2 separate regions of the Oryzias latipes genome follow, and region 1 is linked to region 2. A link is a contact called in public Hi-C data. All regions are on one chromosome and are shown on one strand. The core of a region is the stretch at or near the end of the contact, and the rest is flanking DNA. Distances in the headings are between cores, read along the strand shown. Region 1 holds the start of trmt11 (tRNA (guanine(10)-N2)-methyltransferase homolog). Region 2 holds the start of rspo3 (R-spondin 3).

What was found. A called contact is a pair of places that touch in the nucleus more often than the background predicts.
Region 1: a Hi-C map of fibroblasts shows a contact between it and region 2, with 3 times the contacts expected there. The contact joins the promoter of trmt11 here to the promoter of rspo3 in region 2. A contact is called at or near these places in 2 of 5 Hi-C or Micro-C datasets (embryo and fibroblasts).

What each region holds. Positions count from the first base shown.
Region 1 is chr16:14,206,213-14,209,632 of ASM223467v1, forward strand. trmt11 (tRNA (guanine(10)-N2)-methyltransferase homolog) reads right to left here and starts at 2,047. Exons shown (of 13, transcript XM_004077776.3): 1 at 1,964-2,047; 2 at 1-53. The coding sequence starts at 2,041.
Region 2 is chr16:14,060,861-14,064,426 of ASM223467v1, forward strand. It overlaps rspo3 (R-spondin 3), which reads right to left and starts at 1,721. Exons shown (of 6, transcript NM_001252249.1): 1 at 1,622-1,721. The coding sequence starts at 1,721.

The DNA.
Region 1 (3,420 bases), core at 797-3,296, 150 kb after region 2:
TTTTCACAAGGATGAAATGGTTTCCCCCTCAAAGCAAGCAAAGCTTTAATTTCCTACAGTGAAAAAGAAAACATAAAAAAATGTCAAATAAAACACTGATATTGATTAGAAAACCACTTTCTCAACCTAAACTGCTGGATCAATGAGGCCAAATTTCTTTATGTTCTGGGCAATAACCTAAAGCAATGAGGCGGTCACATGATTCCATCCTTTTTGCTCACATGGTTTCAGTCAGATGATGAGATCTTCCTTGTCCAATACAGATGCAAATACATGGGGATGAAAGTTGGCCTGTGAATCTTTACTCTGAGATATTTCTTCAGAGATTGGACTAAAATGTTTTCACTCCACAGCAAAATTTGAAAAAAATGTGCCTCCTTTTTCAACAATGTATGTTGAGTGGAATGAATGTCTCCAGCTTTTAAATGCTGTGGAAATATTTTCGACTGTGTATTTTTATTTTATTCAACCAAAACGTTTATATTACGGACCCTTTAAAAATAATTTTGAAGTTGCATACGTGTGTAAAGTGGTGGACAAAATTGTTGGTACCCCTCAGTTAAAGAAAGAAAGTCCACAACAATGCTCACTGAAATGACTTGAAACGTTCAAAAGTAACAATAAATTAAAATTGATTGAAGATTAAATAATTAAAATCAGCCATTACTTTTGAGTTGTTGATTAACAGAATTATTAAAAAAAAAAAAAACGAAACAAATAGGGCTGGACAAAAATGATGGTACCCATAACTTAATATTTTGTTGCACAACCTTTTGAGGCAAACACTGCAATTAAATAAAGTTGACTTGACATTTGCAAAAAAGCATGTTAAAAAGCCACAAAGCTTCTGGGAAGATGTCCTTTGGACAGATGAGACAAAACTGGAGCTTTTTGGTAAGGCACATCAGCTCTATGTTGGTAGACTCAAAAATGAAGTATACAACGAAAAGAACACTGTCCCTACTGTGAAACATGGAGGAGGCTCCGTTCTGTTTTGGGGCTGCTTTGCTGCATCTGCCACAGGGTGTCTTGAAGTTGTGCAAGGTCAAATGAAATCTCCACATTATCAAGGCATTCTGGGTAGAAATGTGCTGCCTAGTGTCAGAAAGCTTGGTCTCAGTCGCAGGTCATGGGTCTTCCAACAGGACAACGATCCAAAACACACAGCCAAAAATCCCAAGAATGGCTCAGAGAAAAGCGTTGGACTATTCTGAAGTTGCCTTCTATGAGCCCAGATCTGAATCCCATTGAACATCTGTGGAAGGAGCTGAAACATGCCATTTGGAGAAGACACCCGTCAAACCTGAGACAACTGGAGCAGTTTGCTCATGAGGAGTGGGCCAAAATACCTGTGGACAGGTGCAGAAGGTTCATTGACAAATACAGAAACTGTTTAATTGCAGTGATTGCCTCAAAGGTTGTGCAACAAAACATTAAGTTATGGGTACCATCATTTTTGTCCAGCCCTATTTAATTCGTTTTTTTTTTTTTTTAAATAATCCTGTTAATCAACAACTCAAAAGTAATGGCTGATTTCAATTATTTAATTTTCAATTTTAATTTGTTACTTTTGAGCATTACAGGTCATTTCAGTGAGCATTGTGGACTTTCTTTCTTTTCACTGAGGGATACCAACCAACAACTTTGTCCACCACTGTAGATTTGTTACCACAATAAAGTGGGAGAAGAATTCAGTAAGAAGGGGGCCAGAGATTTTCAACCTGAAAACTGTTTAAACTAGCAAATGCGTTCAATTTTAATCACTGTCAGCAGTTGTCACTTCATGATTGAGGCATAAAAATGGGCTGCATTTCTACTGTTTAACAAACAAGCTAAAGCTAACACTAGCACAGTAAAAAGAAAATGAAAGAGAATAGTAGGTGGTTTACGAAAGAATACCAAATTAAACATTTAAACTAACGGCTAAAGCAACACCGACAAGTAAAAAATAACAAATATTTACCGGTAACCTGAAATCCACATTATCGTGTGCAAGATGTATTAAATACCGGAGGCGTGAACTGCTACAGGGGGTAGCCATCTTTGTTGTACCTCATAACATATCCGGCTGGAAACTCGGTCCTGACGAAACGTACCGCTTAGACGAAAATTACATAGAACACATAAACATGTATAATTTCAAAAGTAAAAAAAAAAATAAGGTAAAATAAAACACTAAATAATCTTGACATCGTGGCTTTCTCAGTTTGTTAATCTGTGAAATTGTTATTTTTTTAATGTTTGCCCCATGGACCCCGCCCCCCATAGAATGAAAGCAACTGCTCCAATTTCTTGAGCATGTTAGTTTATTGTCTTACTTTGCGTGGAATAAATGTGAAGAGTATATGCTGACATTAATCTGCTTTGCTTCAGTGACACCTACTCAAGCTCCTCCTTCTAGACAGTGATTGGCTCGCTATTCAAACACTTCCACGCTATTGGTCGATAAACATGCCAATCAGCGTGACTTAGCTTGGCGCTTCATAAGCATTCTGCACTCCTGCCATTGTCAGCAAAGCTGCTGGCTCCATTAAACGCGCTGAGTTGTAACAGTGTAATCAGAAATTGCTGCATTTTGGCTGCAAAATGACGAGTCACTTTTGGTGAAGGAAAGTGAACAAATGAGTCAGCTACATGTAAGTTTAGTTTTTTTTTCTTTACTTTAAATGTGGCAATTAACAGAATGCGTTTGTTTTAGTCCCAATCAATGATCACTTAGATTTAGACCTAAGAAAGAGGGGAAAAAACATTTAGTTGCATTTAGAATGATAATAAAAATGCTCTTGTACACAGAAATGACTGGACTCATGGGAGGGGACCACCATGGAGCCTGAGGGGGACCTTTGTGCTCCTGCTCAGTCCAGTGATTCTGCTGCAGAGCACAGTGTTTCTGTCAAAGGCCTCAAAGAGAACTGGCAGAGGTGGTCCAGTGAGCGGCAGGACTACCAGAAGCACAATCCCTTCAGCCATCACACCACACCCGACGGGACAGTTCATCAGAGGGGACAGGAGGATTATGGGAGACCCCTGCAGGGATCCCTGACGGAGCAGCGTGGCAGGGATGCTCAAACGCTCATCAGCAGAGAGGTCCAGGAGCTCTGCCAGGTGATTCGGAGCATCGGAGAGCTGAAGGAAAGAGACGGAACTGGGACGGTCATTACAGTGGAATTTGGGAAGCTGTTTGAGCATTATGTGACTATCTCTAATAAACTGGTGGGAATTCTTTTACGCGCCAGGAAGCAAAGACTGGTACACTTTGAGGGAGAGATGCTTTGGCAGGGGAAGGACGATCATGTAGTTATCACTCTGGAACAATGACCTAGAAAACTCCAATAGGAGAGGATGCCTTTGTTTACATTATAATATCATTTCTATTAACAGATAGCTCAGGAAAACAAACTAAAATCTAGCTGCTATTTA
Region 2 (3,566 bases), core at 471-2,970:
TCACAGACAGGAAACTTGGATGCTGTCTGGCCTGGTTAACTGAATGGTCATTGACTCCATGCTCGCTCTTTCTCCCTCAAAAGTCTGCACTCCTTCACCCCTTCCTTAACTAATCCCTCCATCCTCCCTGATATCTCTAGGGGTTTTAGATATGGGCATCCTCGGAGGAAGTCTGGGATTCTTTGAAGAACACATCAATTAAAAGTTACTGAGTCAGAGTGGACTGGACCCGATCCACTCCTGATGTTGTCCTTCTATTTGGACAACTGAAACATTGTTCATTGGCCCATGGTTAACTTTTTTTTGACTGAAGTTTTTCAGCAAAAAAGCTACGTACTGGTTTATCATTTTGCACAGCGGCAAAGTAACCCCAGACTAACAAGGAATCTGAATTCACAGAAGGCATCTTAGCTAAAGGGGAGTTTAGTTGAAGAAGACAAAGAAAAGCTTTCCAAACAAGGATTTCCTCTTCCTTTCTAATGAGGCTTTTTGGACACCAAACAAGAACAAATCTGTAGATCCTTGCACATAAAGTAGACTTTCCTAATTAAATATTTCTACATTTGTATAGCAAACACAGTCAGGATTAGCAGAATTAATGCTGGATGTAGCAATCACTGGTAATCTGATCTACGATGTGTGACCAAAGGCAAGAAGAACACAAAGAAGGTTCAATCCCAGGTGGCAGGGATAAAAACGTCTCTCTGAAGGTCAACCCTACTGCATCATAGACAGTTTTAGCACACGCTGGCAAGTGATACACGGAATATTCCAGTTATCATTGCTCTTCTGCAATGGAATTAATCACAGAGCACATCTGGAGACCCTCAATGATAAAGTCAATGTGGGCAGTACAAAAAATGCTTTATTGATTCCTATTTTTCATAGTCATGAAACAAAATGAAAAAGAAAAATCTGGTTAAAGATTAAGAGATTATACATTATGCTAAACCATTATGAAAGATGAAAGAAGTTGGACCCCTTACGTTCATTTTGCATTAATTTTTAGATCCTGATATGTCTAAGGATACAAGTGACTGGTGGCATAGAGAAGAAACCCCACTGTCCACATCACAAGAAAGGTTGAAACTGCCACAAAGTCTGAAAAGTGCGCTGAACATGGGAAGCAAAAGCTTGGATGTTCACATGAGCATTGAACAGACTTTATAGCCCTGACAGCAGCCTGGAAAATGCTTGAAGTCTGCTGCGCTGGCCGCTAGAGAGCGACGGGAGGCAGGAGAGTGCGCGTAAAGAGGCGCAGCGGGCCTCAGCTGCCACTGTTCAATTGAGCTATTAAATCACTTAAGTGCGCACAAATGAGAAAAATTCACACTACTGTGCAGTCTTTGAAATCCAAACTGTCCTAGGAAATTTGTTTTTGCTCTTAAAACTATTGTTTGATAACCCACAAGTCTAAAATTGCACACGGTAAGACAATGTACCCAAAACAATCATTAAGAAAGTTCAAATAATAATTGGGGTTTCTCTGTGGTTGCAGAATCCAACAGCTCCTCATAAGAAGTAGTTTTGACACAAATGTAACAAATTTGAAATAAAGAGCAAACATTAAAGAATAAAATCTCTCACTTGTATGACCTCACTCAGGCAGCGTGCTACTTACATTTATGCTGCGGGTGCCTGGAGCTGCTGTGCGGCTGACAACCAGTGAAATCCATGCAGTGCAAGATGATCAAAACAAAGGAGATGACTTGTAATTGCATAGTAGCCCAAAGGTGAGACTTGTAAAGCCAATGTCAATGTTCACCGAAACACTTTCTTTCACTTTTTCCTCGCCCCAGACAGAGGCAGAAGCTGGAGTGTGGATAATTCCTACACGAAACAGGACGCCCAACTATGTGGTGTTATGTGGTGGTGGTAGTGTACGGTGGCCCAATGATGCCTGGGCCGCTTAGACTGTAACATCCTGTATGGGGTCCACATATGGGCCAAAAAAGCCGGACTGCGTCAGGGATCCGTTATCCACGCAGTGATGAAGACTATTCCCTTGGAAAAACATCCACACGTCTCAAAAAGGAGGACTGTCATCTGTTGCGCGCCAGGGAGAGATAATTAAAGAAGAAAAGATGATATCAAAGCATGCCCGCAGGGGTTCTCAAGAACTCGGGGGTAATAAATCCATTTTTCAGAACTCCAGAACTCTTCCGCTCGTGTCTCAGCGGAGATGCGCCGTGCGTCCCGGTGCGCCTGGATGATACGCCGAGCGCGCAGAGGGTCTCGCCTTCACCTCAGCATCCACTGAAGCAACCATGCGCGCACACTCAGAAAGTGAAAGCCAACACAGGATCGAAAAGTTTCATTAAACTGTAAAATGTGTTTCCTTCTCTCACAGGCGCGCCTCCCTCTGCTCGCTGCAGCTGAACCGATGTGAATCTCCGCAGTTTCAGCGCCTTTCTGCTTTGCGTGCCGGACCCATTTACCCCCCCCCCCCCCCCCCCCTGCCCCCCTCTCCCGTCCCGCTGATGACTTCAGCCCCTCCACTGCCCCCCTCCCCTATGAGCTATGAGCTTTAAAGTTTATTTAGAGGGCACCCCCACCCTATCCACCCCCCTCGTCAGAGACAGAGGGAGACATGCTGAAGTTATTTCAGCGAGGGCTCAGACGTGTACTGTGCTTCTCTATGATTCCCTTTTGGATTTTCAATAGAAAGCGCATCCTCTAACATGATGAGTCCAATGCAAAAATAAACAAATAAATAAAAAAATAAATAAATACATTGTAACCCTTGTGCTATCTTAGATGACCCCACCCTTACATTGACGTGTTCTTCCTACCATTACAAAGGTGGAAAGATTTCATGTAATCAAAGACACCAGTGAAGATCACAAATCATTGAATAAAACAGGTTCAGTGCACTGTCTAGTGGGTCTAGATGACCCAACTACCGACGTTAAAGTGACTAGGATAGCACAAGGGTTACAAAATGGATGGACGTGTAATTTTTTTCTTTTGTTTAAGATGGCAGGAGTTTAATGCTGAGGGGAATGAGTGCCCCCTTTGAAAAGGCTCCAGAAAACAGCCACATCAACCGAATCAAGGAAGAGGATTTTTCTTTAGTTTTAGTTCAAATAACAACAACAATAATAAACTTTTCTATTTTATGTCTAGACACTTGAGACTTTTAAGATCAATTTATTATCAGCAACTGGACCTATTTTTAAAAATTGTTTAGTTACATTTCCCTCTAAATCTTGCTTCCTGACCAAAATCTTTGACATAAACAGAGTGATCAAAGCCAAAATCCCCCAAATTTCCCCTTTTACATCGAAGAGAATAGGATGGCTTTGGTGGTAAAGGAGGAAATCTTTATTAAACTCAACGTTATCTCACGCTATCACCTCTAGAGGGAGTTATTTCCATAAAAGCATGGCAAAACGGTTGCGTTCTCAACATTTTAGCTGGGTACCAGTAAGATTAAAGACAGCCTCAGCACTTGACCTCTCTCTGATGAGTAAAAATGAAATGTTGTTATAAAAGAATAACATTTAGGATGCATTACCTCCCAGAGTATCTCACATCAAGGAAACATAAATACAGTGTCAGTCCTA